2 separate regions of the Drosophila melanogaster genome follow, and region 2 is linked to region 1. Evidence: chromatin contacts called from public HiChIP or PLAC-seq data. All regions are on one chromosome and are shown on one strand. The core of a region is the stretch at or near the end of the contact, and the rest is flanking DNA. Distances in the headings are between cores, read along the strand shown. Region 1 holds the start of Tsp2A (Tetraspanin 2A). Region 2 holds the start of Rilpl (Rab interacting lysosomal protein like).

The links. HiChIP or PLAC-seq counts read pairs in DNA pulled down with a chosen protein or histone mark.
Region 2: a Pc HiChIP or PLAC-seq map of the Kc167 cell line shows a contact between it and region 1, with 2.6 times the contacts expected there. The contact joins the promoter of Rilpl here to the promoter of Tsp2A in region 1. A contact is called at or near these places in 9 of 107 Hi-C or Micro-C datasets (the D17-c3 cell line, the Kc167 cell line, the S2 cell line and 1 more) and 1 of 6 datasets of contacts at active chromatin or transcription factors (the Kc167 cell line).

Annotation. Positions count from the first base shown.
Region 1 is chrX:1,343,876-1,348,475 of dm6, forward strand. It overlaps Tsp2A (Tetraspanin 2A), which reads left to right and starts at 2,678. Exons shown (of 2, transcript NM_080298.4): 1 at 2,678-2,804; 2 at 3,394-4,268. The coding sequence starts at 3,405. The coding sequence ends at 4,139. MTPAP (mitochondrial poly(A) polymerase) reads right to left here. Exons shown (of 3, transcript NM_130548.3): 2 at 4,347-4,600; 3 at 997-2,245. The coding sequence ends at 1,366. It overlaps Naa30A (N(alpha)-acetyltransferase 30 A), which reads left to right. Exons shown (of 3, transcript NM_166878.3): 3 at 1-895. The coding sequence ends at 68.
Region 2 is chrX:1,391,151-1,395,750 of dm6, forward strand. It overlaps Rilpl (Rab interacting lysosomal protein like), which reads left to right and starts at 1,904. Exons shown (of 4, transcript NM_130554.3): 1 at 1,904-3,008; 2 at 3,074-3,564; 3 at 3,948-4,043; 4 at 4,096-4,600. The coding sequence starts at 2,394. The coding sequence ends at 4,225. It overlaps CG32813, which reads left to right. Exons shown (of 4, transcript NM_166885.3): 4 at 1-1,693. The coding sequence ends at 415.

The DNA of each region.
Region 1 (4,600 bases), core at 1,428-3,927:
ATAAGCGGCTGTTCCGCTACTATCTTAACGGGGTGGACGCGCTGCGGCTGAAGCTCTGGTTTAGATGAGTGGACCCGGCGGCTGCCGTTGAAATTGTTGTCTAAGTAGCCGCCGAAGATGTCGAGATCTGCGCTCTGCGGAGGACCAGGGCGCTCCCCTCGTCCTGGGTCCTGGCCAGCTGGCAGCTTGTATCGGCGCCCTCTTTTTTGTACCTATTTAACTAGGAAGCATCGTAGCATCAGTTTATTTTCTCCCCAACTCACACCGTCCCTTGTCTCTCTTTCATTTGTAAATTATTTTATTATGTAGCAGCAGCAGTACGAGCAACATCTGCTACATATGCAGGAGCAGCACGAGCAGCACACAACGGACCCGAAATTTGGTTAATTTTACAGGAGGCAATTTTGTATGCAATACGTGATTTACATGCATAAAATTAAGCATTAAAGTCGTAAGCAAGCAATTAGTTATGTACATTAAACAATCTACAAAAACCAATCTAGGGAATAGACAACAACATGAAGCAGCAGCGCAGCACACGCTCATCGACGCCCATTTACAAAGCTATAAACATAGTATCAAATTTTGTAAAAAGATCAATCAAAGCGATGATCGCGCAAGTCGAACGATAAACTCGATCATGTATATCAAAATAAACGCAATTGGAACCAAGAGCTGAGAACAGACACACAAAAATGCAGCCTCATATGCATACTTGTATACAAACCTTCAATGGGTGGATGGCGGTGGTCCTCGCGGCTAAGAAAACTCGCCATCTGGTCTTAAGTAACCTCTCTGTGCTCTCCAGAAACACGTAACACGTAGCGATAAGGATAAAGATGTGGTGGATCCCGAGTAACATTGAAAGAACGCAATAAAATCTTCAACAAATGCGAAAATCCTGCCTTCTGTTCTTTAGTTTAGCACAACTTGGGGAATAGCGAGCTTGTTTGGAAGTTTGTGTGGTGTTTTCCAATTGAGAAACTATATGCCAGTACGGTATTTTCGTTTTATTATCATAAAAAACAGAATTATAACTACTCGAACTAGGAAAGTATGTCTTACGGATAACTACTCATCCACAAAGTCAAATAATGACTGCTTCCTTCGGCTCTTTTTGACGTGCCCCACCGATCTTTCCCTGCCCTGCCACACTTGGTCGCATTCGTCAACAACAATCGGTTTCAATACTCAAAGTCGGATCGATCATGGACTTATCCTAACTAGCAGGAGGTTTTAAAGTATGAACAACATTCAATTCAGCCAACGGCGGCTGCCCTAACCTTAAGCTGGACTCACCATGAATGTGAAGTTGTGGCTTATCCTAAGTATGTATGTACATGGGCGGTGTCAGTCTCGGAAACATCACCTGCTTCGCCGTCGATTATTGGGACTGCTCGTCGGAACTGAGCTGCCTGATCCGCGCAGCTGCTTTAGTTCGGAGCGCGTAGCAGCCTTGATGCTCTGCACCTGCTGCCGCACAGAGGCACTCTTGTAGGTTATGGCTGGTGTGGGAGGAGTTGAGCTGGACGTTGCTCCCGCCTCCTTCTGTTCGAAGAGATCGCTCACTTCGACCATGCGCGGCTTGAAGAACATGTTCGGCCGGATGACGGCCTTTTCGGGATGCTTAAACAGGTTCAACAGGCCGCAGGAGAGCTCCTGGCCGTCGCCCTCCGGAACGGAGGCATTCTCCACCTCCGACTCCAGAACCCAAGCCGCGTTCCGCACCTCGATGCGCAGTCGTTCACACTCCTCCAGGCTAACATTTTTGCTCACATTTAGCAACTGCTCCAGTGGGTTTACGATGTACATGGCCGAGTGATCCGGCTTGGACAGCGGCTTTCCCTCGTTCAAAGATATCGCACGGTTGTGGAAGTCGAACTGCGAGTAGAACTCGAAGAACTGCAGCAACAACTCGCTCAGCGAGCTTTGGTTTCGACTCCTGAAGCCCAGACGATCCACATTCCGGGTGAAGGTGCAGTTGATCCCGTCCTCGGTGACCCGCGAGTCCCCTGGCTCCGCCGCCTTGGCCAGCGCTCCAATTGTGGGAAGGATGGGCTGGCGCAGCTGCTGCAGGAAGAACATGACCAGGCAGGTGAGCGAGAAGTTGCTGATCCAGCGACCAGGCGAGGGATTCGTGAGGCCGCAGGTCTGCGCCCAGCGCCGAATGGTAAAGGTCAACGGCCGTACGCGCGGATCCATTTCACCGAACATGTAAAGCAGTTCCGACATATAAAAGCCAGTGCTGGAAGAGGGATTGCGTTTAAAACCATCTTCTTAAAACATATTTAATGCCAACATGCAATACTGATCGCCCCAAAGGCGGGAAGGTAAAAACGGGCGTGGCCTCGTTTAATGAGACAACCAGCGGTGTGTAGCCCGCTGACCCCCACCAATGGCCGGATATGCGTGCAGCGGGTACTTATCAGGGGCGGATGAATGGGATGTGAATCATGGCCATCGGCACGCCAGGGAAGTCAGTGCCGCGGAGAGAACTGATTCACCTGCTCACCTGCGGGAGAGCAGCGTACCATTTACACATATACACGACATTTGGCAATCGCCACCTGCCGCTATCTTATCTTATCGAGCTGATGAAGCTTTCTTATCTAAGGCCGCTCTCCCTCCCCTGCCTGACTGTACGGCCCCACTAGCCTGGATGTTGTCACCGCCGCGTATCTCAGCCGAGCCGCAAGTCTGGTCAAAACGATTTCAACGAACGAGCCCAACGGACATCTGTTTCTAGTCCGCCACTGAGCTAGCTATTTTTTTCTTCCGACCCCACGAGAATCGACCCAAGCAAGGTGAATCCTAGTAAAAAGTGCCTACAAATTCCCATTTCTACGAAATGATAAATGGATGGTCCATTTTTTTTAAGTGCTATTGAAGAAGTGTTGAATTTCGGTATGGGTACCACACCCAAAAGACAGTTTCCCAATGGATAAACGTATCTACACAAAACGTCTTACAAAAGTTGATTTTAAGTGATGCTTGGAGGATGTTACTCAGGTGCACAGGGATACGCCCGCAGCTCCAGTACCTGGCCCATTTCAATACTCTTGAATAGTTTGGTGTTGCAATTGCTCGTATTAATCATCTAGTGCGTGGCTGATAACGCTATTTGCTAAACACAGCTCCGATAAGGCCAACGATGATACAGTGAACGGCGGGAAAGGGCGGGGAGAATCAACCATAAATGCCAAGCAACATCGTGATTAATAGGCGCGACCAGGGCGAGCTTTTGGTATGTGACTCAATGGAGCTCCTCGAAAATGAGCAAGGATCAATGCACCGTCTAAATAGTGCTTCTATCAAGTAGCGCCTCCTTTGTCCTGGGTTTTCAGATCACGCACTTGTCATCATCCACCTAATGATCCTTCTCTTGCCTTGCAGCTTCCGAAACGATGGGCATCGGCTATGGAGCCTCCGACGAGCAGCTGGAGAAGCAAATTGGCTGCGTGAAATACACGCTATTTTGCTTCAACATCGTGGCCTGGATGATATCCACAGCGCTGTTCGCCCTAACCGTCTGGTTGAGGGCTGAGCCCGGCTTCAACGACTGGCTGCGCATCCTGGAGGCACAGTCCTTCTACATCGGCGTGTACGTGCTCATCGGCATCAGCATTGTAATGATGGCCGTCAGCTTCCTCGGCTGCCTGAGCGCGCTCATGGAGAACACCCTGGCTCTGTTTGTGTTCGTGGGCACCCAGGTCTTTGGGTTCATCGCCATTGTGGCCGGGTCGGCGGTCCTATTGCAGTTCAGCACTATCAACTCGAGCCTGCAGCCGCTGCTGAATGTATCGCTGCGCGGCTTTGTGGCCACATCGGAGTATACGTACTCGAACTACGTGCTGACCATGATTCAGGAGAACATAGGTTGTTGCGGGGCCACCGGGCCATGGGATTATCTCGACCTGCGCCAGCCACTGCCAAGCTCCTGCCGCGACACCGTCAGCGGCAACGCCTTCTTCAACGGATGCGTGGACGAGCTGACCTGGTTCTTCGAGGGCAAAACCGGCTGGATTGTGGCTCTGGCCATGACGCTCGGCCTGCTCAACGTCATCTGCGCGGTGATGAGCTTTGTGCTTGTGCAGGCGGTCAAAAAGGAGGAGGAACAGGCCAGCAACTACCGCCGCTGAAGACCAGCCTCGTTAATTTAGTTAGTAGCGACAAGTGACCCTTCGATAGATCTAAGAATTCATACCCAGTTCGAACAATAAGTACAATAAAGATTGCGACCCTCACAAGGAAAGGTGTCTCAGCGGACGGGAATCACAGATTGCTTGCCAACAGACAGACGAATGGTGGTATAAGCAGGCACACAGCACTTAGCACATAGCACTTACAGGTTACTCATGGAGAGGTCCACCTCCAGGTCCAGATGCTCATGGTGGTACTTGATGATGGGCACCCTCGCCTGCAAAATACGTCTCACATGGCACACGCCGGGCAGGAACAGATGCAGCATATCTCCAAAACATTCCATGTGCCTTTGCGTCTGCGAGCGTCCGTTGCTCAGGTTCTCCTTGGTGTGGTACACGAGTCGCGAGGGCACCGCCGCCTCCAGTGGGATCTTAGCTCCCATATCGCTGTCAAAGCG
Region 2 (4,600 bases), core at 654-3,153, 47 kb after region 1:
CAACGGACTGGCAGTGGCGGGCACAGTGTGCAGCGCCTTGAACAGCAGCGGATCCGGAGCCGGAAGCGGCGGGAGCAGTGCCAACAACAGCGGCGTGGGCCTGGGGATCGGCGGGGCACACACGTCGGGCAGCGGAGGAAGTGGCAGCGGTGGGACGAGGAGCCAGCACCAGGAGCTGATGAATTCGCTGAGGATCGAGGAGAGCAAGCGGAAAATCGACCTGATCAACGCCCAAATCGAATACTGGCAGACGCTCACCCGCAAGCTGAACAGTCAGGCGAATCACATGCCCAATCCTGCGTGCCCGTGCCACTTCCCTGGAGCCAGTGTGCTCTCGCCCGTCGCCGTGACCGCCGCTAGTGCCTCATCGTCCGCTTCCGCCAATGTGTTGCAGACGCAGGCCAGCACCAGCTAGTCCGCAGCCAAGGGGCGGTTCGAACTAGTCGGGGGTCCTGCGGGCGAAAGCGAAAGCGACAGCGACATCATCTCGATAGTGGACATAGATGATGGGCGGTCTAGGGAGGACGAGCAGTCGGAGGACGATGGCGAGAACCGTGACCAGGCCATAACGGACCTGACGCTACCCGACGAAGACGAGGAAGACGATGTAGACGAAGATGACTCACAGGATGCCTTGGTCAGGGATGTTGGCGTGGTGGGCGGCCTGTCGTCGCCAGATACACCGCCCCACTCCTCTCCGCCGCCAGCGAAGCGCTCGAAGCGCCAGGAAGTCACCTCCGAGCTCCTGAGGCAGCTGGCCCTGCAGCAGAATCAGGATCCCCAGGAGGGGTGCTAGTATTTTGTCTAGTTTGCTAATTTTATACTTGCTACCATGGATTGACGCAACCACTTTGTAACATTAATTTTACCATATATATTTATTTACGCCCAGTTTGAGTGCCAAAACAGAAACCAAGATTGGGGCCTTGCCATCGAAAATGCTTGCCAAAGGACCTGCTGAAATAACCGGTCATAACCACTCGCGACCCACTATTTATTTGCCAGCCTAACTGAAACATAGCGATTCATCTCATTTTAAAATGTCTTGCGTCGCCTATTTTTTTATTGCCTTTTTTTTTCTATACATGTAACGTGTTTATTTTTAAGTTTTCCTACGAGCTGCTACCAAAAAGAATAAGAAGAAGAAGGTGACTATCTTGAATGTACATTTACTTTACAAAACTAGACCTTACTTACTTACTTAATTAGAGATCGAGCAGCTAAGAACGCATGAAAATGAAATGTACAAATGTGGTTCCTAATCTAGTCCCTAAAGTCAAAAGTGAAGAACGAAAGAGCTACAGAAAAGAAATCGAAATTGTTACGCCTAGCCGAGAACTTGTGTATTATTTTTTTATATCGCTTAGATTGTTCCCCCGAGGAAAGCATTGAAGGAACTGTAGCTAATTTATGTACTTAATGAACCAGTGAAACCAAACCAATGATTTGAAATGGTGTAAAGAGAAGAAACTTGCTAGTCGCCGCTGCATAACTGTGTAAATGTGGCACACAAACCATTTAGTTAGTGTTAGTGCTACTGTACGTGTAAAATACAATTAATTGCCTATCCAGACCCAGTAACCACAATTTACAAGGAAGCACACACCAAACGAAACTGAAAACCAAGAAAACAAAACTATTTATACAATTTTGTAAACAAGAACTTATTAATAAAACAATGAATTTACTTTGTGGCCCAGCCTGTTGACTTTTGGATAGTAAAATTTCGTTTAAGGCTTAACATTTTGGCACTTACGCTCATTTTGCTCGCTTAAGCTGCTCTTCATTTGGCGCCAAACGAATTGGCGTTGCCCAACACTGACCAGCCAGCACAAAGCGCTACCAGACTGCGCAACCGACTGCTCATCTGGGAACTGGTTCGCACATATGGGCGCCCGCGAACCAGTTATTCGTTACTCATCAGTTCCAGTTCGGTTCAGCAAAAATTGTGCAAATAAATTGCGGAAAGTCGGATTGTTTATGTGGGAATCGGCAGCGAAAAGCGACTCGGCGGCAGTAACAACTAGAGTGAATGAAGTGAGCACTGCCACTCCCACGCACACTACTGTGCAGTCTGTGTGCGCCAACTGTGAATTGCGAAGTGCGAATTCCGTACTTCGGATTGCGGATTCCCCCCCTCCCTTAAAGCACTTGGAAAACCAACACCTGGCGCACGTACACGCACACGCACACTTGTCCTGCTAGCGAAAGAAAAATCCCTGTCAGCTGGTGCAGCGATTCCCGAAGCAACTCCGAGGAGCAGGACACCGTGGAAAGAGGCGACAACTGAAGCTGGTCTTCAGTGAACACAGAGTCCAGTGAGCAAGTGTGAGCAAGTAAACAAGTGATACAGCGCTTGGCAGGAGTCACAGATTATCTGAGCGACCACCTGGATGCCCGGCTTTCACCTCAATGAGATGGGTGAAATGGTCCTGGACGCCATCGACGACATCGGCGTGGTCGATGTGTACGACTTGGCCTCCGACATTGGCAAGGAGTACGAGCGGATCATGGACCGCTTCGGCACGGACGCCGTCAGCGGGCTGATGCCCAAGATCATCAACACCCTGGAGCTGTTGGAGGCGCTGGCCACGAAGAACGAGCGCGAGAACGCCACCATCCAGGAGCTGCGCGATAAGGTGGCCCAGCTGGAGAGCGAGAAGCTGGAGAAGGCCGAGTTCCGGCGGCGGTTCGACAAGGAGCTGGAGCTGATCGAAGAGCAGTGGCGCAGCGAGACCAACGAGCTGGTCGATCTCGTCTCCTCGCTGCAAGACGAGAACAAGCGGCTGGTAAAGCAGACTCAGGATCTGCAGTCATCGTCCGCCCAGAGCTCCGGCCTGGGGGCCAGTCTCACCGAGAGCATTATCAGCATGACCAACCACGAGCTGCACAGCGCTCTTTCGGATACTCAAGTGCTGCAACGGCTGAAGGAGCAGATATACAAGCAGCGCGACGAGTTGAAGCACCGCGAGCGTGAGCTGCAGGACAAGTACAGCGAGCTGGAGCACGTGAGTGTCCTTAAGGATAGGTGCTCATATTCCCAGCTAACGTATTCTTAACTAACCCTTCCCAGCTCAATATCCAGGCGGAGCGTCTGAAGGCATCAGAGCGAGATACCCGGCGCCGCCACAAGCTGATGCAGGCCCAAGTGAAGACGCTGTGCGAGGAGCGCGCCGACTTTCTTGCCCAGCTGCAGGACCAGAGCCGGGAGATCAACCAACTGCGCAAGCGATTGGGCCTGGCCGAAAAGGAGAATGAGGATTTGGTGGCCTCGTACGACGATGGCCAGAACGATCCCAACCGGCCGCGGTACACCACGCGCGAGCTGAAAGAGTTGATTAGCGAGCGCGATGAGCTGCTGACCACCATCGACACCCTCAACGAGCAGCTGGCGGAGCTGAAGCCACCAAGCCAGGCGAAGGGCAAGCGGCAGCGTCACTTCTCCAGCTCCGACGATAGCGATGAGGACGACGATGGTCACGTGGCGGACAACGATGATGACGACGACGAGGAGGAGGCGGCTGCCGAGGCGAACGAGCTGGAGCCACCAGCGGCCGGAGAAACGTGAGTGAGCCCATTTCTGTTACATCCTTTAGTTTTGTGGTCCCTCACCAGAGAAAACAAGAATTTATGAACGACCGCTTGAGTCAAAGTGATTAACGAACAAGCATTTTCAGCCTGAGTCATTCTTTTGTTGTTGCTCAGTGCTAACAATATTCAAATAGACCCTATGATGCAAACGTTTAATTGGCAGGTGATTCAGAGCTTAAACGTATATATTTGCGTGTTTTTTCGCAAGGTCAGCAGGTAACTGGTAAATGGCACAATTGGGAGTCAAACAAATCGTTGGATTCGGATCTATATGTTGATTATTTTTGAGTTTTTATAGCTAATTACTATCCCTAGTTATGATTACTTAAGTACATACATAGTGCATCGCTTTTCAGGCCACCTGGACACGATGCGCCCGTGCAGGGCCCTTTGCCCTACGAGCCGGACGATGCGCCCTGGAAGAAGAGCTCCGAGTCGGGAATACGCAAATTGTAAGTGGCATTCAATCGGCGTAGAGCTCTCGATTCACTTTCTGCATTGTAGCTTCCGGAAGCTGTTCTCGGACCCGTCGGACGGCAGCAACACGTTCCCGAAACGTTCCTTGGCCACGCTCTCCAAGATGGCGCTGTCGGCCACGCCCGGTTCCGTTTCCGCCTCCGCAGCGGCGAAGTAAGCGCCCCTTAAAGCATCCGAGTTGGCGTGCATTTCACTTTTCGTTTGTTTTCTGTTTTTCCGTTTCCGTTCCATTCCGTTCCGTTCCGTTTGCACTGCCCCCCGCACCCCTGCATCTTGCATCCTAATTTATTATTTATTTTTTACTTTTACGTCTTACGATTACGTTTACATTTAGTTTAGGCAACAGCCTGTATCTGACCCTGTCCCTCGCCATTCACCTGCTCCGCCTGAGCTGTACATACATAGTTTACACACTCGATTGCTGTGCCCTCATAATTCTAAGTTGTTATGCAATTTTGTTTACGTAATACGCGTTTTATTCGTAACTCGTAACCCCTAACTGTACTGGATATATTTAATACGAATCCACTTT